Regions from separate parts of the Mus musculus genome. Here region 2 is linked to region 1. Evidence: chromatin contacts called from public Micro-C data. All regions are on one chromosome and are shown on one strand. Each heading gives the region's core, a stretch centred on a gene start, on an enhancer-like site or on the middle of the called end of the contact. The rest is flanking DNA. Distances are from core to core; before and after follow the strand shown. Region 1 holds the start of Cbl (Casitas B-lineage lymphoma). Region 2 holds the start of Bcl9l (B cell CLL/lymphoma 9-like).

Region 1 (5,867 bases), core at 1,452-3,951:
GGGTAAAGCTAGCAGCCTGCTGTCCTTGAAACCACCAAAATCTAAACAGGTTCAATCAAAACTCTGAGACTGTAAGTGATTGAACATCCCTAGGAAAACTCAAATTTCAATACGCTCAAGTGATAAAAACACGGATCAAATAAAGGAGGGCTTACTTGGGCTGCCATGCAGAATAGCTAGAACCTTTCATTAGCAGAAACATAGTTTTAATGCTCCTTATTTTACAGAAGTCACTAATCAGGATCACTTTGACACAATGAACCCACTCAGACATCCTATATGGGAAACTAGCTAGAAATGAAACTATTTTTCTCTACCAGGAGTCCCCAACAGTTAATCTCCCAAAATGTTAACCTACAAACTTCAAACTGTAAAGACATTCAATATTTTTGTAAAGATGTCAACACATGGATTTAGGCAACACTTGACAGGCTGAGGCAGGACTGCTGTGAGTTCCAGACTGGCCTGAAGATGCATAGTGAAAGCTTGTCTTGAGAAACTAACATGGATGAATGTTGAGTCAAAAGTTCTGTGGGTGGGTTGGTGTCCTAATCACTCCACCAGGGCTTCTGCTGGGCCACAGGAGGCAGCCACCCCAGGCTCCATAGCACCTTGTCTGGCCTCAGTGGGAGAGATTACAGAGACTTCAAGTGACAGAGTCAAGGGGATACCCAGGGGGACACCCACCTGCTCAGAAATGAAGGGGAGGGGGATTGGGGAAAAGGGGTGACCAGGAGAAGGGTGACCAGGAGAAGTGTGAGGGATGTGAGTAAGAAAACAAACAAACAAAATGGTTACATTCCCTGCCATCTCCAGACAGTCTTGGTTATACTGGGCCTGGAGAGACTGTGCAGTGGTTAAGAGCATTTGTTGTTCATGCAGAAGACACAGGTTCAATTCCCAGCATCTGGCTCGAAAGCACCCATAACTCCAGTTCCAGGGAACCCAACATCTGACTGCATGCATGTGATACAATCATACATGCACACAAAATATCCAAAGTAGTCAAATATTTTAAAAAGAAAAACAAGGTATCAGCATATCTTTTCAATAAAGTCAGTTCCACAACACCAAAATAATCAGCATACTTATGCCATTAATTGCAATATCAACTGGGACCAGGGAGGGGGGCTGCCACAATTCAAATTACTTAATGTAGGGGGGGGGGGGTCAGCCCTGGAAAAGTGGCTCTGAAACCTGGTATGGAGTGCAAGAGTGTTAATTCTCACACAAGACTTATTAAGCATTTATATAGCAGTTACATTGGCCAAGTGCTTCATAATCATTTTATTGGCTGTTTCTAGTCCAAAACAACCCATAGAGAACTTTACAGAAGAGGAACCTAGGCCCAGAGAGGAACCAAAGAAAACCAAATTTACTCCGGAGGAAATAACACCATTCACTTACATGCCGGGGCCTCCTAATCACATTTATCTGCAGTAGGAATGTTGAAAAAAATAATAACTGTGGTAAGAGTTAAGGAAACAGAGCACTGACTTCCAACAAAATGTTAAGACAAGATTGTGTATTCACGTTTAAGTACTGGGGCCAACTACAAGACTACATTATACAGGCTCAACTGTAAGGAAGTAAGATTCTCCTGATTGACAGACTTAAAGGGCTAACCATAGGCAACCCCACCCCCGCACCTGATTTTATAATGGCTATCAAAGGGGTCTTAAATAATAAGCAGGTAGGCCCGTTACAAAAATCAAACACTACAGCCCAGCGAAAAGCACCGAGAGCAAGCAGGAAGTTCTGTAGAAGTCAGACTATTAATTCAGCACGCTCAGTCAGTCCACCTTTCGAAAGATAATGGTTCTAACCAGAACTTGTGGTTTAACCAGTGCCTATCTCAGCAGCAGCGATGGATTACATCCAACACTTTGCAAGACAAAAACTTAAGCCATCCTTAGCGGAGAAGGGAAGTTCCTTCCTTCCCTGCCCCCATTTAAACCCACCTCTTTTTCTTTGATCTGTGTGCTACATCTTAATGAGAAAAAACTATAAGCTCACCCTGACCGCAGTCAGCCGGGCCGCCTCCTGAACCCAAGTCCCTCACCCAGGGCGACTCCTCTTCCAAACCCGGAGCCGTAGCCGGCAGATCCAACACACATCCCACCCCCAGCACCCCAGGCCCACCTCCCGGGGCTCACTCGACGACCCACATCCCCAAGCTCCGCACCCCCATCGCACTTCCGCCCGGGTGGCGCGGTGACCAGCCCTCCCCCAGCCCCCACCCCATCTTTGTCTGGCTCCCCCACACCTCAACGTTCCCAACTGCCAACGGCAGCCCTCCCTGGCGCCCCACCGCCCACGCCCACCCGGCGCCGCGCGCGCCCGCAGGCCGCTCACCTTGTCCATGAGCTTCCAGCACTTCTCCACCATCTTCTTGTCCACCGTGCAGGGAGGGTGCGGGCTGAGGTGGTGGTGGTGGTGGTGCGGCTGGAAGGCGTCCTTCATGAGCCCGATCAGGCCGCCCGCTCCCGAGCCCCCAGAGCCGCCGCCGCCGGCGCCCGAGCTCTTCTTCACGTTGCCGGCCATGGCCAGCGGAGGGTCGGGAGCCCGCTCGGCCGCGAGCGAGGGAATGGAGCCGGGCGAGAAGGAGGGGCCTCTCCGGCAACCACCGCCGGCGCTCGCAGCCCAGGGAGTGAGAGGGAGGCGCCCGCCCTGAGGCGCGCCCCTGCGCGGGCGCGAGCGCGGCCGGCGCAACGCGGGGGCGCGCGCCGGAGACGGGCAAGCACGGCACGCCGCGGCGACCCCCAACGCGCGCACGAGCTCGCGTGCACCCGCGTGCCCCGCGGCTCCCGGAAAGCCTCGACCAAGTTTCCGCGCCCACTGCTCCCGCCCTGACCCACTGGGACGGGCGGGGCGGAGCCCAAAGAAAACTCAGTGCCTGCGCCCTCTGCTGGAGAAGAGAGGAATGGAAGGAAAGAGGTGGGGTCCAAGGTAGAACCTGCGCACTAGGCAGAAGAGAAGCCTGGCCGTCCATGTTCGTTGTGGCCTGGGCTTGTTGCCTCCGGGAGTTGAGTCATGGCTGTGCTCGGATTAAGACGGGTAGGGATGGAAGGAGTCTTCTAAATGTGGATATTGAGCTTCGAGTTATCTGCCTCATCTTGTGGAAAGATGGAAAAAGAAAGCCAAAGTTCGTTTTCTTCCCCTTAGTGTTTTTATTTTTGTGGTGATTGGAATTGAACCTACGACCTCACACATCCTAGACAAGTACCCCACCTTGAGCTATATCCCTATTCCACCATCTTGTTTCACCATGTAGCCCTGGCTGCCTTGGAACTCGCTGTGTAGACCAGGGTGGCTCTGAACTCACAGAGATTCACATGCCTCTACCTCCCGAGCGCAGGGATTAAAAATCGCCTTGGTATTTATAACCCTCAAAGGTTGGGAATTCAGTTGCTGCAGCTTTTTGCAGACTAAGTCACATAAAGGTTTAAGGTTAAGGACACTCGCGTCTCACGCGCTTCTTCCAGACTTTTTAACCTTTTTAAAACAAGTAACTTCCTTTTGATCTTTTTCTTTCTGAAGAGCAATTCCTTTTCTGGGAACTGAATATGTACTTTAAAGATATTCTATTGCTCAGCGGAATGCGCTGGCGGCACGAGGCCCCGCCCACAGAGGCTGTGAGCCACTTGCATGGAGGGAACAGAAATTCAGCTCCCGGACACCTTCACTTCCCTAATCTTCAGACTTCACTAGAAGTACTTTGAAAATAGGAACTTCTTTTCCAAAGAAGAAGAAAGTACCCAACCTTGGTTTGCTAATATTTTTTTAGCTCCAAAACCATTTGGTGACATTAAGTACTCAGTTCTGCCACCAAGCCTTTGGCTGGTAGGTTGTTGAACTTGTCCAGTACTTGAAGAAAGAAAACAGTCTCTGAACACCAGAATTATTCAGTCCCACAACTTTGGGTTGCAAATCAGTCATTTTTTTTTTTTTTTTTCGAGACAGGGTTTCTCTGTGTAGTCCTGGCTGACCTGGAACTCACTCTGTAGACCAGGCTGGCCTCGAACTCAGAAATCCACCTGCCTCTGCCTCCCAAGTGCTGGGATTAAAGGTGTGCGCCACCACGCCCGGCTGCAAGTCAGTCATCTTTAAGACCTTTTTGAACCTGTATTATCATTTCATGTCAATAGCCTGCCTTTTATTTCTTTGTTTTGTTTTTGTTGGTGGTATTGAGCTTGGGGTTTTTGTTTTCAGACAGGGTCTCTCTATGTAGTCCTGGCTATCCTGGAACTCTTTATGTAGAACAGACTGGCCATAAACTCACAAAGATGCTCCTGCCTCTGCCTCCTGGGTGCTGGGATCATAGGCATGTATCACTCTGCCCAGATTTTTATCATTTTCTACCTAGAAAAAAAAAAAAAAAGAAGAATCTACCAAAGAAAAATATAGGCAGCACTCTAAAATTACCATCAAAACTTGGTAAGGCCTGTGCCCCTCCCTAATTGCAGGCCTTCCTTCTTACTCTCCCAGACTTTTGAAACCCTCTTCACTGACACTGACACTTCATCCTGTCACCATTCCTAAAGTGTAGCCTGACAGAAACACACACACACGCAAACCAAACCTTTGAACCCTCCCCACTGTTTCATCTGTAATAAAATTAACAGTCACAATCTTACTTAAAGTTGTAAACTACTTCATGATACATAGACTCTATGCTGGATAGCTTACCAAGTCACACAGTGACAACAGCAACATTTTCTTCCTCATCACTGAGTGTGTCCCCTCTGCCTGGAGTGTGCTTCTAAGATCCACATCATTCTTCAAAAATCATTTGGGCTGTCCAGGCACCGGGGGCGCACGCCTTTAATCCCGGCACTCAAGAGGCAGAGGCAGATCTCTTGAGTTTGAGGCCAGCCTGGTCTACAGAGTGAGTTCCAGGAGAGCCAGGGCTCCTAAGAGACCTCGTCTCAAAGTTAAAAATTAAAATAAAAAATATTTCCAACCTGCCTTATCTTCAGTAAAATCTGCATATGGTAGAATAATGTAGCACACACTTGGTTTCTGCTGCAGCAGGCCATAGTTCTGTCTCTTTCTTTGATTTGCTTGGTTTGTTTTCTACAGGAACCTGAGAGTTCACTGCACACCAGCAGTAAGTCATTAGGAGGAGACAATTTGAAACCCCAGCAAAACTCTGATTTAAACTGTAAACATAGCTGTTAAGTGCTCATCAGAATTTACTATATACATAGCATCACGAAGACTTGCATCTAATCCCAGTGTCATTTCTAACCCAGAACCCTCGCTGCTGGTCATCTGGAGGCTGCCATCTCTCTCCTAAGCATGAGAAAGGTAGAGGATTTGCCAGAAACCTGAGCACCCTTCAGGATACTTTGACACTGACTCCTGTGTCAATTTCCTGGGAGAAGCACAGCTGCCATCTCAAAGAACAAAAGACAGCAACCCAATCTCTGAAAGCCTGTCCCATCCCCCAGGCAGGGGTCAGCGGAGCCATCCATATCTGCAGAGAGCAGTCCCCATACCCTGACCTCTCCATACCTCTAACCTCCCGTCTGTCCATCAGAGAAGTGGCCAAGGGCCCAGCAGCTCTTTTCCCCAGAGGGAAACAAAGAGAGGAACTGAAAACCACCCTACGTTTTATATATATTTTTTAATAGCTCAAAATCCAGCCCAGAGAAGATGAGTACAGTTTTCTAATTCCAGAAATCTGAGAGCCACATACCTCTAGGCCTTTGCAAAGCTGTTTTTCCTGCCAAGAAAGACGCACATACACCACACACACACACACACACACACACACACACACACACACACACACACACACCACCTGATTCTACTAACCTTACCAGACCAATTCCTCCCATCCAGCAAACCTTTCAAGCTTAGAA
Region 2 (6,559 bases), core at 2,279-4,778, 270 kb after region 1:
CAGGGTTAGGATTGTATGACCTTACCCTGGGGCTATAGGTGGGGCAGGCTGGAAACTCCCAGGTGAAGCCTCCTAAGCAAAACTGGTTTATTTGCATGGACTCCTGGGAGGGGAGTTGTAGCTAGGAAGGGGGGCAGGACCCCACCCCACCCCCAAGCCTGGAAGTCCCCACCTAGAGGGTCCCCACTAAAATAACACCTTGGGTCCTCTCTTTGAGCTAGGTTCTGAATCCCCAACCTCCTAGCTGAGTCACCACCTCAGGGAAACTTATCTGAGTGCTACAAGGAAGCTTCTGAGATCCAGGGGACACCAGGAGAAAGGGGACTTGGGACATTGTCTTGGGAACTGAATCTCCCTCGGCCCAGAACCTGCTCCCTATGAATCCCACATTTTTTTTCTCTAGATGTCTCTGCTCACTGCACGTGAGGGACATGGCCCACCCAAGCATTTCTCACTGTTCCCGGGGTTTCCCTGGCCTCGCAGACATAGTGCATAGGTTCTCCGATGAAGTATTTATTTTACTGATGACATCATTGGCCTTGAAGTGAAATGTATTTTGGTTGTTGTCGTCACCATAGTTGTTGCATGTGTACATCTGCGTGTGTGTGTGTGTGTGTGTGTGTGTGTGTGTGATAGCATCTCACTACACAGACCTAGATGGCCCGGAATCTGGTATGTAGCCTGGGATAGCCTACAAATGAGAAAGCCAGCCTCATTTTACCTCCGGAGTTGATCGGGTTGAAGGTGTAAGCCACCACAAGCATAAATAAGAATTTATTTTGTACAAAGAATCTTCTGGAACGCACTGTGTAGCTTGGGCTGATCTTGAATCCACAGACATCTTCCTGCCTCAGCTTCCTGAGCGCTGAGACTCTAGGGCTGAGCCACAGTTCCTGGCTTCCCCCGAGACGGTTGGGAGACTAGTGGGATGTCTGGGCTGGTCAAGCAGGCTCGCAGCCTGGAGACGGGCAGATTGCATGGGTATGTGGATGCTTGCCCAACTGGGGAACAGTTGTGTTGAACAGGGCTGACACAAAACACCCGAAGGCTCTGGCCATGGCCTTCCTTGTCTCCCCCCTCCTCCTGGGATTGCTCTCCCTAACCCTTCACCTGGGGCCTACCCTTATTTTAACACAGTGGAGGCCAGTGACCCCGCTTCAGGCTTTTTGTTTCAGAAGCTCAACAAGCATCCCAAAGCTGGCCTGGGTCCTATCTCAGCCGCCCAAGGGCTGGGATCATAGACCTCTGCCCACCAGGCCTGGGTCTGGCTTCTTTGTCTCAGCGGCAGCTTTGCCCCAGGCACAAGCTCCTGGGTTTGCTTCTGGCCTTTCTTTCACTCAGGTGACTTGCACCTGCTCCCTGTTTGTGAGCTTATGTCACCCTTCGCCAGTGTGGCGTCCCCAAAGTCCAGCCTCCCCCGACACGCCACATCTCACACACACCACATCTCCAGGGGCTCCCGGTGCTAGGGAGGCAACTTGCTGGTTCAGTGCTAAAGCATTTCCCTGCCAACCATTGGCTTCTCAAGGCTACAGATTTCAGGTGTCATCTGGGACCGAGCAGAGAGGAAGAGGGGTCTCTGGGAGCTGGGGCCAAGTCCTGAAGGGCAGACAGAGAGATGCTGGATGGGAAAGCCCTGACTCATCTGTCCTTACCTCAGCTCGCCTTGCAGCTGGGTGGGAGCAGGAGGCGGAGTCCTAGGGGGCACTTTTCAGATTCGCTGGAACTACTGAAGAGGACCAGTTTCCTAACAGCCCCTCCCTGGATTGTTATAGTAGTGGCCCTCCCCCTCCCACCCGTAGCTTATTGGGGGAAGGTTTTGAAATCTTGCTAGGTAGTTTAAGCCATCCTGGAACTCACAGGTTGGGCTTAAATTTGTGATCTCCTGCCTTAGCCCCCCAAGGGCGAGGGTTACAGCAGTGAGTCACTATGCCAAGATTAGGGTTCCAGTTTTTGAGATCCCTCAACAGAAAGTTCTAGATAGCCCGTCCCCATCCCTCATAACAGGTGATAAGTTCTGGGGGCTCATGTGTGAAAAGCCCACTGACTTGATTTAGACTGAGATGAATAGTCAGGGGCCCAAAGTACCTGGAGTGGGGGTCCTGGGTCGCCCATGCTGTCATGTGACCCAAGAGCACACAGCTTTTCTGGAACCTCAGTTCCTCCTTGTGAGACTGGGGAGATAGCTTTGAGAATCAACCAGGGATGGAGGTGAGAACTTAAACAGCAGGTCCTCTATTGACCAAGGTGATTTCCCCAGGACTCCTCAGTGACTTCTGCCTTTCTGTTCTTTCCTGGTTGTGGTGTGTGTGTGTGTGTGTGTGTGTGTGTGTGTGTGTGTGTGCTGCAAACTAGGTCCTAGGACTTTGGGATCTTTTTCAGAGACAGAGTTGGAGTGGGGAAGCCCAGTGTTCTATAGGGGTTAGACGGCTGCAAAGTACCTGGGAGGTTTCCCCCTTGCTTGGAGGTTCCAGCCCGGCTTCCAGCAGCTGAGCCGGGAGCTGGAGTGTACACGGGTGTGTCTAGCTGGACCTGTCGCGGGAAGAGCCTCTAGGGCTCAAGACTCCTCCCCTTCCCTCCCCCACCTTCTACCGGGATCTCTGCTGGGGGCGGGGAAAGGGGACAGAGCAGGGGGCGGTTGCTTGAGGTGTCTGTGTTTGTGTAAGTCAGCTTGTTGGTGTCTCTGTGGCCCTCTGTGTATTCTTTGTGACTGTCGGGCTCAACTTTCTATGGCTCCCTTGTGTCTGGGTCTCAGTCTTCACATCTGTTCAATGAGTCCACCGGCTATCCCTCTGCTGGGTGGCCGGGGTATCTGTGTGCCCCAGGCTGCCCGGCGACTCCGGCTGGTTCGCGCTGCCCAGTCCCTCGGGCACACCTCCGTCGGCTGGCCGTGAGCGTCTCTAGTTTCCTGGGCTCCGTGCGTGTCTTTGTCTCCCTGTCCACGTGTGAGATGTAAGTGTGCGTGTGAGTCACAGAGAGGTGCTTGTGGGTCTCTTAAGTCCCAGCTCTGTGCGCCCAGTCTGCCCAACCGGCTAGCGCCCTTTTAGTCCCTGGAGGACTTGTCCATGTGTCTGTCTGCGCGCCCTCCAGTGGACCCGGGAGATCCACGCTGCAGTCCTGTCCGCTTCCCTCAACCTCGCTCGCTGCCTCGCTGGCTCTCTTGCTCCAAGCTCGCTCTGTCTCTACACTCGGGCTTTGCCGAAGGGGGCGGGGTAGGGGGGGTGCAAGGGAGGGGGGAGGGGAGGCTCCTGCATTCTTGCGGTCGGGGAGGAATCTGAGCCAGCGTTACTGGTCTCCAAAAGAGCCCAGCTGCAGCCTCGGGGCCCCGCCAGGCCTCTCGCTGCCCGCCCGGGCCTGCCGGGATGGGCACGGGCTAGGCCTGGAGCTGGGGGCGGGGCAGGGCAGTGCGCCCACCCCGGCCCCTGGGAGGCTGCAGCGCCCGGGGACAGGGCGCAGTGCTGGGGCGGGGCGTGAGGGATTCCCGAATCCTGGGCGAGGGGCGTGTCTCGGAGCGGGAGTCCCCCAGTGGGCCAGAGCAGACCTCGCAGCCGCCCCACGCGTCACTTTTGCGACCAAGCCTATTAGTGAATTCTGACTCTACAGCCCTTGGAGGGGGGTGCCTAGGGTGGGGGGCTTGCACGATACTGCAAGCTCCCCGTGGACAAGGTGTGGAAGGGATGGGGACTGGACTGGTCTTTAGGATTGAGAAGTCCTCTCTCTCCAATCCTATCCTACCCTATCCAGTTCCTTAGTCCCGGGGCGTTGGGTTCTCCCTTTCCCTCCCCTTCACACACCCCCTCCCTAAGTCACAAGTTTTCTCTTTGGGGCTTGTTGCTGCAGTCCCTGCTCCAGTACCGAGTACCTGGCTGGGCCCTGGGCACGCACAGGGGTCGTAGCCCCACTGTGTGTGGGAGCCATGAGGATCCTGGCTAACAAGACAAGGTGTGTGGGTGTCACGGAGGGTGGGATATATGTGTGTATGGAGAGTGGGGAAGGGAAGGGCCCATGATGATGGGGCCAAGCTGTTTGGAGAGGAGCCCTTCGGGCACCTGGTTTCCTGGCCACCAGTGGGTTGAAGGGAAGTAGCATGGTAAAGTCTGGCCCCAGGCAGGAGCTGGCAGCCAGCCTTAGCGCCTGGGCCCAGGGGGCAGAGGAGACTGGCAGCTAGCTTTGCCTGCTTCTGGTCCCTTCTTCCCTTCTAAAACCGTTAGAACAGACCCTCATCCTACCCTAGTGTTGGGGGTGTGATGGCGCCCTCCAGCCTCAGTCTAGTCGGGGGTAGGAGCTGGAGTGGGGGTGGTGCCTGCCTCCCTCCTCCCCAGGAGAAGCGGGCAGACAGGGCCAGGCGGCGGCAGCAGGACAGCAGAGCTGAAATAAATCTGAGCTGGTGTGGAATGAGGGGGGATAAATATCCTCTCCCGTGATGTGATCTTTCCAGCGGCTATTAATAGGTCTCCGGGGAGGGGGAGGCGGTGGGGGGAGCGGGCTGGAGCTTAAAGGGCCCGCAGCCTAGGCTGCAGGAATCCATGGCTTCAAGCTGTACTCTTGTCTGCTTGACATGCCCCCCCCCCCAATCCCTGCCTGCTGACAGGGCCTACTGGCCCACCCTCTTCAGGCCTTCCCCACTTAGGCTCTGGGGAGTCTTCTGGACCTGTGGGTACCACTCTCGGTTATGCTTTCCCTAGTACCCTAGGGAATAGGGCTCGGGCTTGAGCAGTGACTCACAGGTCCTGTGGCCCTTCTCAGCTAGTTGTCAGGGCACAGCGTAGTTGAGGTCTGGGGCCTTGGAAAGGAGTCTTAAACCCTAGAAGGTGCGAAGAATCCATCAGATGCTAGGGAGAAAGGGCTTTAGTGGAAGCGCTGGATCCTGGGGCTGAAGGTAGATAGATTCTGCCAAGTCAAAGCCCAGGGTTTCCATTTGAGTTGAGCCTAGAAGATAAGGAACACTGTTCCATCGCCACTCCCCCAGGTGGACAGAGCTCTGCTCTTATCTGAGGAACTGCACAGAGGTAGGGAATAGCAGGTGGTCTCCAGATAGCACCTCACCACCCCCTGCATTGTTAGGAGAGAGCTAAAGTCCAGGCATGCCTGATGCCTTGCAGGATTAATCTTTCCTGTTTCTCCTCCCTTTCCCCAGGTTACCCCACCCCAGGAGGAGAGAGGCTCCAGGGAGTCCACCGCTGTCCCCTCGGGGCCACTGCCCCCCTGCCCCAGCCAAGCCAATGCACCCAGAAAATAAACTGACCAATCATGGCAAGACAGGGAATGGAGGGGCCCAATCCCAGCACCAGAATGTGAACCAAGGACCCACCTGCAACCTGGGCTCCAAGGGCGTGGGGGCGGGGAGCCATGGGGCCAAGGCCAACCAGATCTCACCTAGCAACTCAAGTCTGAAGAACCCCCAGGCAGGAGTGTCTCCTTTCAGCTCACTCAAGGGCAAGGTGAAGCGCGAGAGGAGTGTGTCTGTGGACTCTGGAGAGCAGCGGGAAGCTGGGACTCCATCCCTCGATTCAGAGGCCAAAGGTACTGTATACTGTATTCCCTCACCTCTAGACTTCAACATCATCTACAGCCCCGAGTGAGCGAGACCCAAACTGCTCAGAGACCAGCCCTTACTCGAGTCTCATCCTTGTGTTGCCACCCAACATGTATTGTTTGTAGTAACTTTCTCTTACGTCTACCCATCAGTCAACCAGTTCATTCCAGAGCGGGGCTGGCTAGAGTGGCACTCAGAGAAGGGCCTGACAGCAGAGTGATAATACTCCTGTAGCCCCCACATTGAAGAGGGAGGTGTCTGGGGTGAAGATCCACCCCCTACCCACATCATCCCTAAAGCTTCCTGATGTCCTGGCTGGTGGGAGCCTTTTGGGAACAGGCACTGGGGCCTGGAAGAGTCACAGTGGCTCCTCCCTGCCCCCCCCCCCCCAGCCCTAATTAGAACCAGTTGTGGTTGGGACTATGCTGTGCTGGGTGGGGGGGGAGGGGAGACAGGCAGCCAGGGTTAGAAAAAGAAATCAGAAACAAATGGTGGTGTGGTGGGGACCAAGGACTGGCAAAGTGCCCACCGTGGTCTGGGCAGTGCCCTTTCGGGTGGGGCACTCTGGAGAATGGTCTGGGAGGGCCTCTGCATGTGGAAGGACTAGGCCACATTGCCATACTTTCTTACTCTGCCTGCCTGTATCCTGCCTGGGCAGAGGTGGCACCCCGGAGTAAACGGAGGTGTGTGCTGGAGCGGAAGCAGCCGTACAGTGGGGACGAATGGTGCTCTGGGCCAGACAGCGAGGAGGACGACAAGCCCATTGCGGCCGCCCACAGTGAGTGCCCATTGATGCTGTGCCTCATGGTGCCCTTCCCCTGGTATGTGTGTGTGTGTGTGTGTGTGTCCGTCCTGAGGGAGCTTACCTTGGGCTTTAGGGGATTGTTCAAGAAATGGCAAGGACTAGGAGCCCAGGCTCTTCTTCAGCCCTACTTTGGACTTTTTCCTTATCTATAGTGTGAGTGCTGCTCACACCCTCGCCACCCTCCCTCTCTCTTTCCCTTCCCCTCTCCCTCCCTCTGT

What was found. A called contact is a pair of places that touch in the nucleus more often than the background predicts.
Region 2: a contact with region 1 is called in a Micro-C map of palatal mesenchyme, with 5 times the contacts expected there. The contact joins the promoter of Bcl9l here to the promoter of Cbl in region 1. A contact is called at or near these places in 15 of 39 promoter capture datasets (the 3T3-L1 cell line, the C10 cell line, HPC-7-derived erythroid cells and 10 more), 8 of 484 Hi-C or Micro-C datasets (CD8 T cells, the G1E-ER4 cell line, embryonic limb bud and 2 more), 2 of 115 datasets of contacts at active chromatin or transcription factors (the SCID.adh cell line and pancreatic cancer cells) and 3 of 9 other capture datasets (adipose tissue, liver and pancreatic islet).

Annotation. Positions count from the first base shown.
Region 1 is chr9:44,231,345-44,237,211 of GRCm38.p6, forward strand. Cbl (Casitas B-lineage lymphoma) reads right to left here and starts at 2,702. Exons shown (of 16, transcript NM_007619.2): 1 at 2,356-2,702. The coding sequence starts at 2,544.
Region 2 is chr9:44,495,608-44,502,166 of GRCm38.p6, forward strand. It overlaps Bcl9l (B cell CLL/lymphoma 9-like), which reads left to right and starts at 3,529. Exons shown (of 9, transcript NM_030256.3): 1 at 3,529-3,666; 2 at 3,841-3,942; 3 at 5,138-5,523; 4 at 6,195-6,314. The coding sequence starts at 3,917.